2 separate regions of the Xenopus tropicalis genome follow, and region 2 is linked to region 1. The links are chromatin contacts, called in public Hi-C maps. All regions are on one chromosome and are shown on one strand. The core of a region is the stretch at or near the end of the contact, and the rest is flanking DNA. Distances in the headings are between cores, read along the strand shown. Region 1 has its middle 320 kb from the start of nr2f2. Region 2 has its middle 10 kb from the start of nr2f2.

The links. Hi-C and Micro-C count contacts between places; a contact is called where the count stands out from the background.
Region 2: a Hi-C map of neurula embryo shows a contact between it and region 1, with 4 times the contacts expected there. The contact joins two enhancer-like sites. A contact is called at or near these places in 3 of 5 Hi-C or Micro-C datasets (brain, neurula embryo and tailbud embryo).

Annotation. Positions count from the first base shown.
Region 1 is chr3:113,663,958-113,670,096 of UCB_Xtro_10.0, forward strand. No RefSeq gene overlaps it. Among named protein-coding and RNA genes, the nearest start is that of nr2f2, 320 kb to the right of the region's middle. Within about 2 kb of position 3,229, at least 1 of the 11 cell types and tissues checked has an H3K27ac peak or open chromatin away from gene starts, as enhancers often do. A contact at or near this core is called in neurula embryo, where this site is marked.
Region 2 is chr3:113,997,150-114,003,288 of UCB_Xtro_10.0, forward strand. It overlaps a transcript of nr2f2 not described here. Among named protein-coding and RNA genes, the nearest start is that of nr2f2, 10 kb to the left of the region's middle. Within about 2 kb of position 2,857, at least 1 of the 11 cell types and tissues checked has an H3K27ac peak or open chromatin away from gene starts, as enhancers often do. A contact at or near this core is called in neurula embryo, where this site is marked.

The DNA.
Region 1 (6,139 bases), core at 1,979-4,478:
TCAGTCCACATTCCCATCCTTATGTATTATCAGGAGCTATGTATAGGGTTGGCACCTTTTAAACATTTTTTAGCCAACCAGTGGGGCGGATGGTGACGAAGGTTAGGCCAGAAAAATATGGGATGGGTTGCAAACCTAGCTATGTATAAATAGTCATGGCTACAACTGGCTAATATTAGATTTCTTTACACAAAATAATAAGAAGTTCCACAATTCAGGAGAGCCTTGGAGTAATCACTAGTACTTTAAGCTGGGAGGTAGTTTCAGCATCTCTCTTGAATGCCCATGGCTTAACTTACATTAGAGCTGTTGATGCTGTGTTTGAAGAGAGGAGGCCAAAAAGTAGACTGAGGACATGCTGAAGGTATAATATTGTGTAACTGTCTTAGGAGCACTCAGGGACTCAAGGGGTGTGCACACACTGTTTCCACTGAGACAACAGGCCCTATGAAGCAAGGCTATGATGCAAGACTATGTAATGGTGCTTCGGGGATGGGATTATATAATCATCCCCATTTCTTATGTTCATAACAGAACTTCTATTATGTTGCTCTTGAGTTTAAAGCAGAACTGCAGCTTCATCCAGCACTATCTAATTTTTAAACTGAAATGCCTAGATATGTCTATGCCTATTTAATCCAAAATTGGGGACTCTAGTATATTAGGATTTTTCTTCCATTAAAACTAAATTTGAAGATTATCTTTTGAGAGATCTTCTCTATCTTGGGTCAACAAGCAGTACCGGTTATTAAAGACTAAAATTACCCAGTATAAGTGTTTCTGTTCTTACAGATACTAATGATAGAAAATAAATTATTAAGGGCTGCATGAAAATGATGCTTGGAAACTTTACAATTGTATGATCACTCCTTTCCTTTTGCGTGAGAGCTATTTGTGGTTAATCATCACCATTAGTGATGAGCTAATTTTTTGGCAGACATGGATTTCCTGCTAAATTCTTCATTTCACCATTGGCGGGATTTTTTTTCGAAACTGGCGCATATTTGTTTTTTCCCATTTTTGGGCAAAGTGAAACAGGACAGATTCACTCATTGCTAATCCCCATTTCCCAGATGCCCTAGCCAGCATCTAAAGAAAAGCTGGGTGCTTAAGTAGCAATATGAGGGCAGCAGGCATTTCATCCTGGCTTAGAAGCAACTCACTTTAAAGCTTGACTGTTCCATGGAAACACTTTGTATTGTAGTTAAACACAGTGAAAGTCTGCTGTTTATCAATGCTTGTATTTTTACCAGGTTAATCTATTCTCACTTTCACTGGTTTTTCCGCTCCTTGCTCAGTGTTCCTTCAGCAGGCCAAAGATTATGGAAGTGACTGGTCAAAGGGCAGCAGAGGGCACTCCAGGCCAGTTCAGGTTAAGCTGTGGTCACTTTGGCTTCTTTTTTTTCCCTCTGTTGTTGACACAAGGACACAGGGTCTTGGCCTGAGGTTTTCCTGCCCAAATGTGTTTACATGCAGGTCAAGGACTTGAGGACAGATAAGCATTACAAAAACAACTTTCCAATTGAGATTTGAGAAGCTGTGCATGCACAGCCAGAGAGGCCTTTAATAAACACACTCGTACAGTGTGTGATCTCAGCAAAGTCGCTGAAAGATGAGAGTAAAGCTCCTTAAAGAAAGTCTTCGGCTATAATCTTATTTTGTAATGGAGCCGAGAAATGAAGCAGGCAAGTTTTTAAACAGGGTATGTGGCCGGTTATTTTTACTGTGTGATTAAATCACAGCTCATCTATCTGTGCTGCAGTTACTTTCCTGGGTTCCTCGTGTACATTGTGAGGCCAGTGAACAAGCAAAGGAGGGAACCACAGAGGCAGCAGGCCCTAAGGCCTCTGGGAATATTGAACTATAGAACAGCCTCAAATGTATGTATGTATGTATGTATGTATGTATGTATATCTTTATTTATAAAGCGCTACTTATGTACGCAGCGCTGTACAGTACAATACATTAATACAAACAGGGGGTTATTAAGATAATAATAGATAAATACAAAGTACAACAATAAATACAGATAGATACAAGATAAATACAGTTGCAATCAGTTAAGAGTCAAAGACACAAGAGGATGGAGGTCCCTGCCCCGTAGAGCTATATGACTCACAGGGGCAAACACTGCAAAGATACAACTGACTTATTATATGGCATTATAAAGTACAAATAAAGGATCTGTTATCCGGAATACTTGGGACCTGGGGTTTTCTGGATAAGGGATGTTTCTGTCATTTGGATCACCATAGCTGTTAGAAAAAAATATTTAAGCTTTAAATAAACCCTAAAGGATTGTTAGGGTTAAGTACAAGGTACTGATTTATTATTACTGAGAAAAGGGTAATCATTTTCAAAAATTACAATTTACAATTATAATAAAAAATAATTTGCTGAAAATAAAGTTTATGGGAGATGGCCTTCCTGTAATTAGGAACTTTCTGGATAATGGGATATGGGATCCTGTATATGGGATACTTTATAATATGTGAGTGTGTGCTTTAATAATGAAAGCATCCCACAAATTTTAGTTGCAGTATTCTCCCCCAAACCAGGATTCTAGGTCCCACTGTTACACCTTTAGGGCCCTGTGCATCCAAATCCAGCTACAGCCCCACCTGCTGGCAAGCCTAGCTTCTTTTGAACCTTAAGATATTATTTGAGAAAATGGGAAGGTTTGCCTGTGGCCCTCCAGCTGTTGCTGAACTACAGGTACCAGCATGCTTAGTTGTGTGATGCTGGGAGTTGTAGTTTCAGCAACAGCTGGAGAGCTGCAGGGGATTCTGATGTAATTGAAATTAAATCTTTAAATCATAACTCATTATAATAATGTGTAATTAGTACTTTGATTATCTTGCCTGGGGGCTCACTCTGAGCTTTGTTGCATAGCAAAATTGTCTCTCTCCCCTGTGCTGAATAGTTCCCAGATTATTACCAGATCAGTGTATTGTCAATACAAATGGGCTGTTACAGGGGTAAAATGCTTTCATGCCACTTTTTAACTCACATTTACACCGTAAACTACAGATTCCAAAGGGTTAAACTCAGCAGCCATAATAAATTCAGTTTGATAATCTCTGTAACAAAAAAAAAAGAGTTTTACACAAAATGCTTCTACTCACAGTAGTGCAACAAATTTTTTGCGGCTTATTTTGTTCCTGTAAAAGGACATCTGAGACAATGGCAGCTGAAAAGAATTAGACCTCCATGCTCAGAGAGCAGCAGGAGGGAACTAAACAGTTTAAACACTGTTGGAGTTTATTGTGGGTAGAACACATGAATACCAACACTACTGACAAACCAAGGACATGAGCCACTCCTGAAATTAAACCCTACAACACAACACCCCCCCTAGATACACACAAATACGGATAAGGCTAAGGCAGGCAAACTCCCGCGCAGAACTGCCAGATGTAAATCTAGTGTAATTATTTGTATGTCACCGGCAGAATCACTATGGGCCTGATTCACTAAAGTGCGATAAAATTTATCGCATGCTTTTTTGCGTTAAATTAGACACGATAATTAGCGCGCGATTCACCATAGTATTATCGCGTGCGTTAAGGGGCCATATCGCATGCGTTATTTTTCGCGCGACCGCATGCACTAGTTGCGCACAGAAAAGAATACGATCGCATGATTCACAAACAGTAAGGTGCGCTAAATATCGCATTAGGCTATGCGAAAATTAACACCTACTTCAGGCAGGCGATAATTATAGAAAAGTACAGTTAATGAGCTTTTGGCAATAAAATATGGACTTTGCAGTGTTATTTATTCAAGTATGTGTTTCGCCTAGAGTGACGCAGCTGCCAGTTTGCAGCGAAATCGTCATTTTTAATACAGTAATTTTCCGCAAGTATTGGCGTGTATGGCTAACATGGGGTGCGTTTATTCGCACGACTATTTAAATGCGGCTACAAGTGATGAAATGGCAAAACAATCTGCCAATGGCAAAACGCATGAAAAAATTTGCACGCAAAAATTCACAGCACGTCCAAAAACTTACACAGGCGTCAAAAAATATTAGTCGCGGGCAACAATTTTTTTGCCCACACAACATTTTTGCCGTTTCATGGATCTTTCAAAAGATTTGCTAATTTTTCACTAAAGATAACCAGAACACATTTGCTCATCACTAGTGGCTACTATTTATAAGCATCTACTATTTATATGCTACCATTTATATGTGGCTACTATTTATATGCGGCAACAATTTTTATACACTATTTCTAAGCTACTATTTATATGCGGCGACTGTTCGAGTGCGTTATTTAGCGCATGTACTGTCAAATACCGCATGGAAATAGTCTTCGCAAGTTAAATAACGCATGCAATATTGTGCGTAAAATAGCGCAAGTATGCTTATAGTGAATCGTGTGAAAAGTCGCGAAAATTAAGACGCGATAAAAATTTTACCGCACGCTAGAAATAACGCACGTTTTATCGCACTTTAGTGAATCGGCCCCTATGTCTGTTACCGTAAATTCATTCATTCAATAAGAAAATGCTTCCATGAAGGCCCATATTCTACATTAACAGAAAACTTTCCAAAAGGAACTTCAGGATAAAAGCAGCACAACTTGCGGACAAAAAAAAATCTGCCTATGCTACTAAACACAGGATGTGATTTTTTTGTTCTAGGGATGAGCCAAATCCAGGATTTGGGTCAGACTTGAGATAAGGATTCCCAAGTGTACAGCCACGCTGAATCTGAAAGTCATCAGTTTAAACCTCTGGTCAAATGAACACAACAATAATTTGATTAAGAGTTCATGCAATTTATTTATTTTTCTCTTAATTAAATAAGAAAATTAGGGTTTGGCTGCAACTCTGCTGCATGTTTATTGAGGTATGAGTATTTGGAAGAGTTTAAACATTGTGGATTTGGTGCATACAGCATTTGTTTTTTCCAAAAACTACTGGGAAACTTTTATAAAAACTCCTGACATGCCTCACAATAAATTGACAAGCACAATCCAACACCCTTCCACCAAGTCACCCTGTGAATCTAACCCTGTAATATGTCAAAAGTATTTAGTGTTTGCTATGAGATGATTGCTATGGTTACTAATTTATTCAGGAGGGGTAGGCCTTGGCCATATGCATCCAGGCAAAGTGAATTACCTTTATAAGGGGGTCTAGTTACTATGGCTCTGTATGCAAGTGCCAGAGCACTAAGAGGCACAAATGTGCACCCCTTAGTGCTTATTCAAAAAGAAAAGCAAAAAATTGGTGTAAGTTACAGAGCGCAGCACTGCCAAGTAGAGATGTAGCGAACCTCACAAAAAAAGTTTGCGAACCCGTTCGCGAACTTCTGCCAAACTTATGCGAACTTTGCGAACCCCATAGACTTCAATGAGAAGGCGAACTTTAAAACCTAGAAAAGCCATTTCTGGCCAGAAAACTGATTTTAAAGTTGTTTAAAGGGTGCCACGACCTGGACAGTGGCATGCCGGAGGGGGATCAAGGGCAAAAATTTCTCTGAAAAATACGTTGTTGACATAGCGTTGCGTTTTGTGCTGTAAAGGGCAGAAATCACACTACATTTCTAAACTTTTGTAATAAACTGCTTTTACAAGGACTATTGGGTTACAGCAGATGAGATCAGCAGGACAGCTGCCCACAGCAGCTACATACAGAGCAGTAGAAAGTAGATTACTAGTCAGCAAAGCTACCTAAACTGCCCCTCAAACCCCTGCACAGCTCTCTCCCTATGTGCTAATACAGAGCGGTAGAAAGTAGATTACTAGTCAGCAAAGCTACCTAAACTGCCCCTCAAACCCCTGCACAGCTCTCTCCCTATGTGCTAATACAGAGCGGTAGAAAGTAGATTACTAGTCAGCAAAGCTACCTAAACTGCCCCTCAAACCCCTGCACAGCTCTCTCCCTATGCTAACTCAACAAGCACACACAGGCAGAATGTAAAATGGCTGCTGGGCTTCGGTTTATATATGGAAGGAAGTGGTCCAGGGGTGGTCCAGGAGGGAGAGCTGCCTGATTGGCTGCCATGTATCTGCTGGCTCTGGGGTGAGAGGTCAAAATTTGGCTCGATTTTCGTGCGAATTAGTTCGCCGGCGAACAGTTCGCTACATCTCTACTGCCAAGTACAAGGCAACTTGTGGAATACCCCTTT
Region 2 (6,139 bases), core at 1,607-4,106, 330 kb after region 1:
CAACCTGAATTGAATTTGAATTTAACTGGTGGTGGAGAAAGCAAGCTATCATACATATTTTACAATTTAAAAAGAGTGGTGGTATGTGTATGTGTCTATATATATATATATATATATATATATATATATATATATATATATATATATATACTACCAGTCTTTCTAATTATATATATAATTCTATAATTGGTTAGACATCTACATTAATTCATAGCAATCAATTACAACATGCACTGGGCCTTGTAATTATAAATATATATCTATATATCTAAAACACAAAACTACAACAGAGAACTGGTTTGGATTATATATTATTTTTTTTTCCTCATAAATTTAAATTTAGGCATCTAGCAGATGCTGTGCTATGAACGCCTGTAATTGGTTTAAGACTTATTCACCCACAGTTCAATGTGGTTTATTTTTACCAAAACGATCTACGTTTTAGTTAATTTAAAAAAAAAAAGTTCACTTTTAATTTATTTGAAATGCACGTCTGGACCAGAAAATGATGTACGGATGTGACATAATGAAAATGGATACATATGATATTAATGTATGTTTGTATGTGTGTATATGTGTGTGTGTACACATACATATATACATACAGAGCACATATATAGGGAGAAGGATGTGTTGAGCAAGATGACAATTGCAGAGTAGTGCTGACCTCTAGGTTTAAAAATTTTCCATTGCAAGTCATTTGTGAGTGTGTGAAGTTTGTATAAAAAAAGCTAAAAAAAAGAAACAAAAAACACAGGATCTCTTGTTTGTTTTGTGTTAGCTTGTTGTAAACATGTGTTGTAAATTGTCATTGGTATTAAATTATAATTTATGATTTTGAAAATCAAAAGCCAGTCCCTGCCTGTCTTATTACATTGCCCGAATGCATTATTCTTGTCCTAGGCAGATTGTGTATGATCGCTGAACACAAAACCTGTGTATGCATGTATGCTGCTTTAAAGGAGGATTTGTTTGAAGGCTGCAGTTTTTGGGAGGGGGGTTAAGTTTATTACGTTTAAAGCAAGTTTGCCTTCCCATGCTGAGTTAGAACAAAAGATCTAGCAAAGCATTTGAAAAGGACAAAAGAGGGGGATGTGATTTAGGAGCAAGTTCTGTGAGATCTTAACCCTCTCCTTGCTAGGAAAAGGCTGGGGAGGTAGGCTCAGACATGCAGTGCCTCCGAGGCCCGGACTGCAAGGGTTAAGCATTGCTGCTCAACATGGCAACACTATAAAAGTGTCTTTTTCGCCAGACTGTTCCCAATCTGCAGTTAACCAAGGACGATCTCAGACAGTAAATCCAGCAACTGAAATCTTTTTTTCTTTTTTTTTCCCTCCCATCTGAAAGATGTAGCGAGTGGGGTGATATTTCACCGTGCATTCGGCTGAATAACCCGCTTGTGATCTAGTGAGAAGGGGTTAAGTGTATGCTCCTATGTTAAGGTCTGGATTCTTTTGCAATGTGCAGATCATCCCTTTTCCCAGTGATCCCCCCCACACACACAGTGAAGCTGCTTCCTTTATGTTATTTGGTCTCAGGGCTTGTGTTTACGTTAAGTGGAATTTTTAGGGGGTGTTTTAGTGACAAACCAAGCGTGTGAAAGTATGCCTTTAAGCTTGCTTGTGACTTGCTGTCCTATTAGCTGAGCCAACATGGCGGCTCTCAGTACAATGTTAGCTGCTGTACAAGGCAAAGGCAGAGCTTAGTAATACAAAACACATTGAGGGAGGACAGGCGGGGGACCTTCCATCTGTGAGCAGCAGCCAGCAGTCAGGGGAAGGCTACATTCTCTGCCTACAGCTTTGTGCAAGGAGAAGGCCCAGGGAAAGGCTTCTGATCATTCTGTAATACAGTAACATTCTGCCCTTGGCCCTGCGGCTCCCAGGCAGCGGCTCTGCTGATAGATGTGCTGATAGATGTGCAGTGCTGGGTGCAAGGAAGGGGTGCTCTCTGACCAGTGCAAAGCCAAGGGGATCGGACAAATAGTGCTCATTCTCATTGCCTGTTTACATGTAGGTATAAATAAGCATATTAGAGGGAACAGTGTATTGTTAGCATGAAACAGCAATTAATGCTATGCTTGGGAGCTGCCATATTGTTTTCCTCTGCGGAGGCGTCTCTTTCTATGAAAAGGGCGCATTCTCCTTAAAAGCGTTTGATCCCCTTTATTATAGTGTGCAGCAAGGTGTTGGGCAAAATGTAATGCAGGTGAGGCATAGGTTGTGTCAGGAAAGGGTTTCTATCTGCTAATGAAACATTAACTAGAGGGGTAGGACTGTAACACAATTGCTAACGTTTCGGTTTATCTGAGGGTGCCTGGTACCAGCTGGCCTTGGGAAATTGGGCAGATAAGTTTCGGTAACCTACTAGGCTAAAAGGAACCCCCCCACTCTCTGTTTAGAACCCCGAAAGCCACTGATGGCGCAAACACTTAACTGTGCGCTCTCCCTTTAACCTCAGGCTTCCCAGCAGAGTGCAAATGTTGATTTAACCACTTAGAGCGAAGAATGATCGCTAAAAAGTTTAAATAAGAAGGGTTAAATAAGAATAGTCAGAATTTGAAAAATAAAAATGGCAAGAGGGGGTTTCATTTTTTTGAACTACATCTGGGGGGTTTCAGATCCGTGGCCTTGTGCAAAGGGGTTAGGTTATAATAGTGACCCCCGAGGGCAACTGGGGGTTAAAGACTAGGGCCTGAGGCAGCCTGAACACATTGCTGACCTCTGTGGCATCCAAAAGGTGACAAGCAAGGTCTGCCCAAGGTGTCGGGGGATAAATATTCCCAGCAGAAAGTGTAAACACTAGAGAATTGCAGGGCTAAGTGGCGCAGGGAGTGAGCAGTGAGTAGTTGCGCACTGTAGCACCTGTCAGAGGGGAGAGGCGGCTCCATTCCCTACAACACAAGCACTCACACGGCTAAAGGAGCTGTTACAGAAGTTATAAATCTTATCTGCTCCCTGATAATGCAAAGATAATAGTTGGTGCTGTCTGCTGAAATGGACCCGGCGCATTATTACCCCCGGATCATAAAAAGGCATGGGGCTCACTTATCTATAATAGTGATCTCTGTTGACAAAGTGAAACACTAGTGTAAAGAATGCCACGTGACCCCGGGGAGCTGCACTGCTGGGGCACAATTTATACAGATAGATTCCTTTTTGAGAGGTTAAAGAAGAAAAAAAAAATCAAAGGAATTTCCAAGCGCTAGAGGTTCTCAGAAAGAAACATGCCAATGATTAGCTAAGCAAACACATCTGCTTTCTTAGTTTCTCCTTGCTTAATTACCAAAACAGGGAGAGTCTGCAGCCCTCCTTCCCCTCCTGGAAGAGGAATATTGTTCTTTCAAAGGCTGCTTAGCCCTGCAATATTCATTTTATTGGGATTACCGATGGGAAACGAGGCTGGATCTTCTTCTTCCTAAAATGTAAAAAGTCTTCTTCCCCCCCCCCCCATTAGAAAAATATTTTTCCAGCCAAGCCCCTTTCCCAGAGAGCAGCAGGCAAGGGGACGGCTGGGCAGTGGGAATCAGCAGTGCGCTGGGCTGATTTCACTTGACAGAGCGTGTGTTCAGGCAGAACTCTATAATTTGCACTTCTCTTGCTGGATTAGAGAGAGACACCGAACTAATGAGTTTTCCCCCAGCACAATGTCAATTGTATTTATTTTCTTTTTAGAAACTTTAACGTAGCCCAAGTGTTTCTCTGGAAAAAAAAAATCGTTTTCCAATATCCCTGTTGCTTGCACCGCTTACAGAGTTAAATACATTAGATGCATTAGCACCCAGAGATGGATTTTGGGAGCAGAGTAAAGATATTTGAGTTTGCTCAGGCAGAATGTTACTCTGGCTGTATTAGAAGAGATTAATGCACTGGAGATCATAGGCCATTAGCTGTCTAAAAATCAGGAAAATATATGCAATGAGACCATACATTCTGTATAGAGGGAAAGAAATGAGAAATGTCCATTTTATATATATATATATATATATATATATATATATATATATATATATAATATACAGCTGGATTATTGGAATTGCTATTGCAGATTGGCGCAGGATCCACAGATGATACAAGTGAAATTGTTTGGCTGGTTGAGCTGCAGATGGTACAGAGTGGAAAGGACATTTAACTGCCAGTTTTTACATTTTCATTGCGTTTGCAAGAGGAAATGACATTTATATGTCTATGCCGTGAGGGGGGGTTGGACTTAATTCCATCCCCTAATTGTTGTCTCTTACAACTTTGAGATAGCTGTGAATGTTGGGAGATGTAGTTTTACTACGACTGGGAGGGTACTATTTTCAAGTAGTAAGAGAAACTCTATACACAGATCATGTTTGTTTGGGGGAACGCTTAGAAGCGCTGCTGTTTGCTGTTAGGGATACATACAGTAGTTGATGTTGCACTACAGCTCCCAGAAGCCCCCGCAGATAAACCGCACAGCAGCTGTTAAAGCGTTAAAGGCCTATTAACCCTCTAAGTACCAGCTCCCTACCTTGACCCTGTCTGAGGGCAACTTGGAGAACATGTATTAGTTAATTGGCAGCCTTCCGTGGGCACTGAGGGCCCCAGCAGCGGTGAATCCTGCAGAGAAGGGGCCACTATTTTTGGTCGTGAATGTCTTTGCCTTCCAGTCCGACTGGATAGGAAAATGCAATTGATTGTTTCAGAGTCCCCTGCTCTCTCTTATCTCCAGTCTTTTTCCTTCCCTTTTCCCTTCCCTTCCAGTAAATTGCCTGTAACGCGCGCCTTTCTGTTCTGCCTATAACTGGGATGTAATCAGGCGCCGCATGTCTCTCTCTGAGAGCATTTAATAAATGTCTATTAAAGCGCTACAAATGGAAGATAAATTTAGTAGCCCGGCATTCTCCCTGTATCCGAACGGTAATGATGGATTTACCAACAGGGATCCTGGTGCAGCACAGCCGGAGATCCACTCTCCAAATAGGACACACAAGCACCCACCCAAATACAATTATTTGCCCTCAATCTGAATTCCCCTTCCCTGGCAGCTCCCAGCCACCCGGCCTCTTTTTACATTTTTCAATCTTCTTCTTATGACTAATAAAAAGGAGAAAAAGCGCATTTTTTACTGGTCTACTGGGGGCATTTTCATCAGACTGTTATTTTACACAAGCTGTTTCTCTCTCTCTCCTTCCCTAAATCCATCTCCATAAAGCCCCTTTCTCTCCAGTACATTTTTATGGAGTTACAATTACACCATTCTATTATTTTATTATGGAATTCTTTATGAAAAGTAGGCATGACTTTCCCATATTCTTCTGTGTATTTTAGTTTAATGGTGTCCTATTGTTTATTAAGCAAGTGTTTATATACTGCCACAACCAATCCACTCAAGACACAAGTATTTAATGTACAACAATATACATATATCAATAAATTATATATATATATATATACACATACATATATTCTCTTATCTGACAGAAGTCGTTTTTCTGTTCCTTGGTGTTACATCTCTTCCCTGCTGTTTAATTGCAACGTATTAGCATAATTGGTTTATAAATCATCTTTCCTAAATATTCCAACCCTATTTTAGGGAAGGATGCTTTTTTTTTGTTCTCCTGTATTTTGTTGATCTATTTTTTTTTTTTTGTATGTGGCTTGAAATCATTCCCATAAGGATTCTATTCTCAGAATGACATTGCCCATGTTCTTCATTTGAAGCTCCCTAGTTCCTAGGAGCGCACCCAGAGCTCACACATCCCTGCTTCTTTTAATACATATAACTGCACAACGCAGAAAGATCATTGATTCCTTTTATATGTACATAGAATAAATATTTATATATGGAATGTAACGTTTATATATAATACAGGAAATGAGGAGTCAATTTGCACAGGAACCTGGAGGCTATAAATCATCAGATATGTACAAAATGTATCCAAATGTAGATTATTTGTTGTATGATATGTTACAGCCCAACAAGCAAATGTCCTGGTGACCTCAACATTTTTTATTTATTTATTTTTTTTAAAGAAAATTAGAAACAATGTGCCATTTGCTTTCATAATATCTTAAATTCAATTTCCAGGTTGCACTAAGTTGTTACCTTGATTTGCCACTCAGTAATCTTTTAAATAAAAGAGGTTTAAATAGACTCCTTGCTCTCAGTC